3 separate regions of the Mus musculus genome follow, and all the other regions are linked to region 2. A link is a contact called in public Hi-C and HiChIP or PLAC-seq data. All regions are on one chromosome and are shown on one strand. Each heading gives the region's core, a stretch centred on a gene start, on an enhancer-like site or on the middle of the called end of the contact. The rest is flanking DNA. Distances are from core to core; before and after follow the strand shown. Region 1 has its middle 5.7 kb from the start of Gm34853. Region 2 overlaps Tnks (tankyrase, TRF1-interacting ankyrin-related ADP-ribose polymerase). Region 3 has its middle 8.5 kb from the start of Gm45301.

What was found. A called contact is a pair of places that touch in the nucleus more often than the background predicts. HiChIP or PLAC-seq counts read pairs in DNA pulled down with a chosen protein or histone mark.
Region 1: a contact with region 2 is called in an H3K4me3 HiChIP or PLAC-seq map of bone marrow-derived macrophages, with 4 times the contacts expected there. The contact joins two enhancer-like sites. A contact is called at or near these places in 2 of 115 datasets of contacts at active chromatin or transcription factors (bone marrow-derived macrophages and microglia).
Region 3: a contact with region 2 is called in a Hi-C map of bone marrow-derived macrophages, with 12 read pairs. The contact joins two enhancer-like sites.

The regions. Positions count from the first base shown.
Region 1 is chr8:35,429,500-35,432,199 of GRCm38.p6, reverse strand. No RefSeq gene overlaps it. Among named protein-coding and RNA genes, the nearest start is that of Gm34853, 5.7 kb to the left of the region's middle. Within about 2 kb of position 1,304, at least 92 of the 459 cell types and tissues checked have an H3K27ac peak or open chromatin away from gene starts, as enhancers often do. A contact at or near this core is called in bone marrow-derived macrophages and microglia, where this site is marked.
Region 2 is chr8:34,943,923-34,946,622 of GRCm38.p6, reverse strand. The region is part of intron 1 of Tnks (tankyrase, TRF1-interacting ankyrin-related ADP-ribose polymerase); the gene reads left to right. Among named protein-coding and RNA genes, the nearest start is that of Tnks, 20 kb to the left of the region's middle. Within about 2 kb of position 1,327, at least 55 of the 459 cell types and tissues checked have an H3K27ac peak or open chromatin away from gene starts, as enhancers often do. A contact at or near this core is called in bone marrow-derived macrophages and microglia, where this site is marked.
Region 3 is chr8:35,399,654-35,402,353 of GRCm38.p6, reverse strand. No RefSeq gene overlaps it. Among named protein-coding and RNA genes, the nearest start is that of Gm45301, 8.5 kb to the left of the region's middle. Within about 2 kb of position 1,358, at least 41 of the 459 cell types and tissues checked have an H3K27ac peak or open chromatin away from gene starts, as enhancers often do. A contact at or near this core is called in bone marrow-derived macrophages, where this site is marked.

The sequences.
Region 1 (2,700 bases), core at 55-2,554, 490 kb before region 2:
ATCAAAGTTGTGTAAACTGTGCTATTGGTGCGATGTGGAATATTCTGTGGTGCTCATTGAAATGACGTCATAAAAGCATCCTTGTTGACACAGCTTTGATCCTATATTGTTAAGTGAAAGATAGCTTCACAGCCTCATTTTATCGATCTTTATCCTGGAAAAGACTAGCATGGTTAGCTCTTAGGCATAAGGTTATATTAAAACCTTGAAGTCTCAAAACGATTATGCGTACTAAGGACTTCCTTCTTGTCGTTTTTATTTTTAAAAAAATTCTGCAGTTGTCAGGTTGGACTTGTGTGATTATATATACGCTAATGCACATATATACATCAGAGCAGTAGGAGAACATTTTAATGGGTACATTTAGACACCCTACCTTCTGCACACAGCATCTTCCCCTTGTATCCGCATGGGGCATCAGGCCCACCAGGGTTCTGGATTACTCTACTTCTGCTAAGGTAGGATGAGACAGTGGTAGATACCTAGCACTCAGGTAGCTGAGGCAGGAGGTTGGTGAGTTTGAGGCTAGCTTGGGCTATAAAACAAAACAGTCTCAAAACAAAACAAAAACAAAAAACAAACAAACAAACAAAAACCAGCTGAAGGAAAAGAACCCAAAGGCTGGTATGCCCATCCCCCAGAACCCCTGCATTTCCCACAGAACCCCTGTGTGTCCCAGGATGGTCAACAACTCAGTTTGCCTGGACTGAGGGCTATCCTAGGCTACAAGATTTCCTGCGTTCACTGAGAAAGCCTAGGCCAATTTTGGGACCAATTGGTCAGTACTTCCCAGGCATAGAGGTTGACTCTGATTCCCTTCGTAGAATGCATTCTCCCACAGGTCTGAATTCTTCTGGTCTCAAAGCTAGGAGGGCATGAAGTTCAGCAGGTGGAGCAGGACTCAGAAACAAAACAAAACAAAACAAAACAAAACAAAACAAAACAAAACAAAACAAAACAAAACAAAACACTCTGCACTTTTGTCTCTGCATTTAGCCCAGGGCATGCTTTTGTTCTGTGTCTGAGCTTCCAGAAATAAAATGAAATAAAAGATTATCTAAATAATTCAGGACGAACTGGTTATTCAGTGAAGTACTTTCTCACATCCACTATTAAGGACTCCTTTTTTGTAGGCTGAAGCTAACGTTTATTCCATTCCTTTGGCTCTACGTTTTCCGGCTAAAGCTTTTAGCGTAAAACAAAAGAAGAAAGGGGTCAGGGACCGGAAGAGAAAAACCACAGCCAGTGTGGGAAGGAAACCTGTCGCAAGCGGAAGTCTGTGTTAACTGCACGGAGCTTCAATGAGGTTTGCCTGTGCGCCCCAGAGCTCAGGTTTGTAAACCGAGGCAAAGGGATGAGGGTGTCAGACGCTGTGACGTGTGTCACCCTTTGGCCACACTGATCTAGCTGTGGGACGTGACAGGGAGTGTCTGCCCAGAGCTGGCCTGGCTCACTCGGGTAGGTCATGTGGGTAGCCGATGGACCTCTCCGCATTTCTCTGTCTTGACCTTGGAGGTCAAGAGTGCAGAGTAGGAGAGCGCTGGCAAAAGTTAGACGTGACCTGTAGTTCATCCACTTCCGGTGTGCTGTTTGAGAAGTTATTTGACCTCACTATGAAATGAGTAATGTGAATGATACTCTTCTTACTCCACATTGATCTTTCTCCTCGCCAGACACCTGGGCACGATGAGACCTGCGGTCCTTTCAAGACAAGAAAGAAGCTGATCCAAGGAGTACAGAACAGCATTCGCAGCTCTGTGTGCACAGTGTCCTCTGAGCTTGGAATCCAGGACTTCTCCAATGGGAAACCTTTTCTTTTCTTTTCTTTTCTTTTCTTTTCTTTTCTTTTCTTTTCTTTTCTTTTCTTTTCTTTTCTTTTCTTTTCTTTTCTTTTCTTTTCTTCTCTTCTCTTCTCTTCTCTTCTCTTCTCTTCTCTTCTCTTTCTCTTCCTCGTCTCTTCCTCGTCTCTTCCTGTCTCTTCCTCGTCTCTTTCTCGTCTCTTTCTCTTCTCTTTCTCTTCTCCTTCTCTTCTCTTCTCTTCTCTTCTCTCCTCTCCCCTCCCCTCCCCTCCCCTCCCCTTCCCTTCTCTTCCCTTCCCTTCCCTTTCTCTTCTCCTTTCTTTTCTCTTCTTTTCTCTCTTCTCTTCTTTTCTCTTCTCTTCTCTTCCTTCTCTTCCCTCTCCTCCCCTCTCCTTCCTCTTTCTCCCATCTCCCTCCCCTTCCCTCTTTCTTTATTTTTTTGGGACAGGGCTTCTTTATGTTGGCCTGGCTGTCCTGGAACTCATTCTGCAGAGCAGGCTGGCTTCAAACTCAGAGGTCCACCTGTCTATGCTTCCTAAGTGCTGGGATTAAAGGCATGTGACACCACTAGCACCACTACTACCCCTTTGTTAGCTTGTAGTTATTGTACAAAATATGGAGTTTCATGAAGACATTTTCCTACCAACAGATGATGTACTTTGGCCCCCCACTGCCATTACCCTCCCTTAACCCCACCCACCTTCCCCTGCTAGCCTTCTTCTACTTCTCTCCACACCAGAACTTTAGATTTATCTTTGTTTTCCAAGACAGTCTCCTATGTAGGATTTCTTGTGGCTCATGAGCTGCTTTTGCAGAATGCTGGGAAACTGGTTTGTGTGAGGAGAGAGGACAGAGGAGCCCTGGGCACACGAGGACTCCCAGTTCCAGCTTCAGAGCAAAT
Region 2 (2,700 bases), core at 78-2,577:
TCTTTTTGCGTTGGAATTTAACCATCTTTTTTTCTTGGGACAGTTTATTTTTACTCCCTGTTTCTTACCTTTTTTGTTTCTGGTAGTTTCTCTGTTGGGTTTGGAGAAAGCACTCCTTTAGTTCTCTGTACTTTAGCATTCTCTCCCTCTCTCTACCTCTCTCCCTCTCTCTCCCCCTCTCCCTCCCCAAACCAGGTTCTATAAGATAGAATAATTTTCAGCTAGGGTCTGCTTTTGACAAATGAGAAATCAACAGGGAAATATACTCCTTTGTGACTTTTGATGAACCAATCAGAAGCTAGTTTATCTTCTAAGGATTAAAAGCTAATATAGTTACAATGAAAGCTAGAAGAGGAAGCAATAACGTTAAATATAAAATATTTGTCATTGGATGGTATATTACAGAGTAATCAGAAACTTCTAACTAGGTGTCTGTGCTTTGTTGTGTATTAGATGAGGTAAACCAGTTGGTACATAGAAGACAAGTAAGGTGGAGGTTCTTTCCGCAGTTCCCAGTACAGATGTTCACAACAGCATACACATTTCTTCCGTAAAATACAGTAAACCCAAATACCTAAAAACATGTCAGAAGAAGAAAGTGGACAGAATGAGAGTGAAGGCATGGTGGTGGAGCTGTCGTGAGATAAACAGCAGCTGCCTTCCACACATCAGCCAGGATGCACATGATTCAGAATGAACTTAGAGTTAGAAGTTCCTCCATGTCTGGACCCTCTGGAGTAGGCAGTGATGTTAGGGAGCCACTGAATACCCTGGGGAGAAAAGTGTTTAAAAGCTCTACAGTTATTGTTCAAAAGCTTCTGTGTTGCTAATTTTTGTGAACGTGACACAGGCATATCTGGGAGGAGAGGGACTCTAGGTTTAGGAGTTTTCTCCATCAGATTGGCTCGTGTGCAAGTCTGTGAGGCAATTTTTTGATTACTGATGGATGTGGGAGAACCCCAGCCCACTGTGGGTGGAGCCATTCCTGGGTAGTTGATGGTAATTCTTATAAGAAACAGGGCTGTTGGGCTGGTGAGATAGCTCAGTGGTTAAGAGCATCAACTTCCCAAGGTCCTGAGTCCAAATCCCAGCAACCACATGGTTGCTCACAACCATCCGTAATGAGAGCTGACTCCTTCTTCAGGAGTGTCTGAAGACAGCTACAGTGTACTTACATATAATAAATAAATAAATCTTTAAAAAAAAAAGAAAGAAAAAGAAACGGGGCTGAGCAAGCCATGCAAAGGGGACAGACACCAGTAAGGAGGGTTTCTTCTCCATGGGTCTTGGTTTCACTTCCTGTTTCCTGACTACTTCCCTTCATGTTGGACTGTGAAGTGGGAAGCCACACAAACCCTTTGATCCCCAAGCTGCCTTTGGTGGTGTTTGATCCCAGCAGTAGAGAGCCAATGAGGCCAGTCTTGTGGCTGGAATTACGTAAACAGTAGATCACTGATACCTTCCCTTCTAAGGTATCTCGTGGATCCTCTGTCACTAAAAGCCCGTTTATCTTTTATGTCAGTGTTCTTGACAATTTCAAGCTTACTTTACTCTTTGTCTTTTGGGTGTTCTTGGATCTTACAATACTTACAGAAAAATTAAAAAATGACATGTAATATGAACTTTGCTATTGTGATCCAGTGCTCGTTGCTTTGTTGGTAGTCAGGTTAGGAAGAAAATGCCTTCTTAGTCTGTTGTTTGCTACTGTTTATAAAATATTTCAGTTTATATTACACCAAACGCCTTTGGGTTTTCTTTTTTGATAACATTGTTCATGTTACCGTTAAGGTTTAAGGTTGTTTCTTGCAGATTTTAATTGTAGGCAAGCTTAAAATGTTAAATGTTAAGTGGAATGACTTTTCCTGGTTTTTTAGCTCAGACCTGGGGAATAAATACCCGTGGCCCTACATCTTGTACTGAAACACTTCAAAGGGCCTTAATTATAATACTTTAAAATCAGTTCTTTAAGAATGTTGCTAAGTGTATTTAGTTAGGCCTTGTACTTTGAATTTAGTTTTTCCTTAAAGTACATTTTTTGTTTTCTTTAAATATGTGAAATGACATTATTTACCAGCAAACATGTGCTGAAATTTACAAATCATCTTACACTCTACTTACATTCTACTGCTCCTGGACAGGGGTAGCTCAATTTTATATCAGAATAGTGAAACCAGAGAGAGCTGGCCATGTGTCCAGTCTGCTGTTCTGGCACAATAGTACTGAGCAGTGGTAGAGGTCCTACAGTCTCGGTTCTGTCCCTCCCTCCCTCGACCATCACAACCCAACCCTTCCCATTATGAGAAGCAAGGCTCCTGGGGAGTTTGAAGGCTTGTTGCTTTGTTCCTGTTGGGACAGAAAAGACAATGATGGATTAGGTGACATCAGTCAGGTCAGGCCACTGGCATTCTGCGAGCCCAGGTAAGGAGCTTGCATTTGAGGAAGGGTCTATCCTGTGGTCTCTCTATGCTAGCTGATGTCAACAGCAGGCATGCGAAGATGAGGCCCAGAGGACTAGTAAGGTCGTTGGATGAGTGTCTAGCTGTTGGCTTACGTCTTTCCCACTTGGACCCTCACAGACCAAGGTGCTCACCCAGAATTTGGGACCCAGCTGTCCTTGCCTTCTAACTCTGTGCCAGATCTTTATTGTTAGACAGGAGAGCAGGAGTGTCCTTAACTAGTTGCCTCTGATTTTGTTCTTGA
Region 3 (2,700 bases), core at 109-2,608, 460 kb before region 2:
CAAGTATGTGCACATGCCTCTCTATCCACGCTTCTGTCTCTGGTTATCTGAATCCTGTCATCCTTCCTGCCTTTATTTGCTCCCTGCCCTGTGCATACACATTCTCTCAACTGCATACCCATTCTCTCAACTGCATAGTGCTGCCTCTTGCCCTGAGCCCATGATGCCCATACAGGACCCACTGCTGCACCTGGTTTTGCTCCTTCTTCACCCTAGACACTCTCACATAGGTGCTTTGCCAGCCCAGTGCCTGTGGGGGTGAATTAGGATAGAAAGGGAGGAAGCCAAAAATGTTCTTTCTCAGTTAGAAGGAAAAACAGGGAGTGGCTAAATCAAGACTGCTTATAAGGCTCCACTTTAGCATGGAACCTGGAAGGCAGCCGGCCCGGCTACCAGGATGACACTAAGGTTGATATAAAATAGGTCTTAAGTCCTCTAAGTCTGCTTTAGAGCTGTGATCATGGCCAGGAGGGTGGGAGGAGGTGGTATTTATATATTCTACAGTGTATTTTGGCCCCATCTCTAATAGGAATGGGGCTGTCAGCACTGGTTTTAACACTGCTAAGTCAGCAGAATGCTTGTCAACTGGTCTAGACACGCACGGTGCCTAACGAAAATGAGAACAAGAAACAATTGATTTCTCAGCTGTACGAAGAGGCTGTTCTCATCCTTACAGGGCAGTCTTGCATGACAGTCATTCATCTCACTCACATGCCAATGAAGACCCACCACCACCATCACACACACTAAATATAAAGGGTGCTCACACAGAGGGGTTCAGCTTGTGATACACTAACATCAGCCCGTCCATCATGGTTATGAGAACCGTCTTCTGCGGCCACCAGCAGATTAGAGCAAAATAACCATCTTGGAGAATAGTGATTGTGGCTACGTTGGCATCTTCTAGGCACCCACAGCTCAGATCCAAGTGCTGGCAGGCAGCACACTGTTTTGGCCTCTTTTAACAATATCACTAGACAATAAATATATCCCTACTTTTAGGCTTCACTGTCACTTGGATGAGCTCCCATTTCCTATCAAACCCTTCTGGATGAAGGCAATTTCCTTGAGGGCGAATGTGAGAATTGGTAGACTTCCGTAGTCGCACACAGCCAGTTACAATTAGGAGCTACTTGTACCCCAACAGTGGATAACTCCAGGTTTTGCCAGCTAGACTATGAACTATAATGGCGAGTGATGGTTTGTGTCTATTTTTCTCCGGTCATTTTTTTTCTTAATATAGATAAGACTCAATTGATAGCTACAAACAAGAGAGAGGAGGAACCACGGCCCTCTGTATATCACCTTCTCTTCTTTCATCTGTCTTTGCCACCTTATCTGCCTCGTGGGTTGACTGATGCTGATGTAGGCAGATGCTGATGTAGGCTGATACTGATGTAGGCGTAGAAAAGGACTCATTGCTGAAATGCATTACTTTAATCTCAGCCCTGAGAAGCCAGACATCCCGGGTCAGGATACAGTCCGGACATGAGTTCTAGGCTGGCTTCTGCCATTTCATTAGTTTTGGGTTTTCAGTGGCGTTCCTAAACTCCCTGGAACGCAGCCTTGCAACTGTAAAATGGAAGGTTGGACAGCGTGATCTCTCAGCATCCATCCCTCTGCAGGTGCTTACTCAGGCCTTACGATCTCTCAGCATCCATGCCTCTGCAGATATTTACCCAGGTCTTACGATAAAGCCACATCCTGTCTAATAGCACAAAGACAGACAAGGAAAACCCGGAAACGTGGCCTTTGCTAATACAGGAAAGGCCGTCATCTGAAGACTGAAGTTCCGCCTTTGGGTTCACTGCCTGGTTGTTTCCTGAAGTTACAGAAAGAAAAGCAGAAGGCACCAAGAGCTGCTGCATCGCTAGCTCGGGGGACAGCCAAAACATAGACACCCTGCATCTACTACTACCTTCTACTTCACTTTTACAGCTCTAGAGAACTCTGTAACCACCCAAGGCATCCTTCCCACAGTGATGGAAGATGGCAGTATCTGGCAGGCCCCATCACTTCATGGTTTGAACTCGATGTTGTTGTTGTTGTTTTGTTTTGTTTTTAATAAAGTGCAGTGTCACAACATTTATACTAAAGGATCATTAGCCAGATTTCTTTTGCACAGTTGCTTTTTGTTTTCTTTTTGAGAAATAAATTTCCATTCCTGAAATATGAGCAAAAGAACTTCTCGTGTTCTTCTTTTCCCCTCTCACTGTAAACATTGGCTACATTTGTTGTAAATGTAAACTGTCTGAAATATACTTTGGAAATTTATTTCGAAATTACTGGCATGCATGTCTGATGGGCCTTGAGCTATATCTAAGAAGTGAGAATGTTGGACCTGCAAAATTATATACTGTCAAAGGTAAAAAAGACAATAGGGAATATGAAAATCAATGTTTTTTTTTCCAGTTGCTGTTGGAATAGTTTAATGGGTCTTCAAATGGCTTTGATGTGACAACCAGTATTTTATGGATGTAATGGAATAGAAAATATCAGACTATATTATCATACCTAGTAAAGTTTTGTTTAGGCAAGTTTTGACATATTTAAAATATATCAAAGCTACTGAAGTATGTAAACAAACCATGCACAGTAGACAAATATATTCATTTATGTAAGCATGATTATTTATGATTGATTACTTTGATGTCCTGTTTAATTTAGACATTGTCTATGGAAAATGAAAATTGAAAAAAA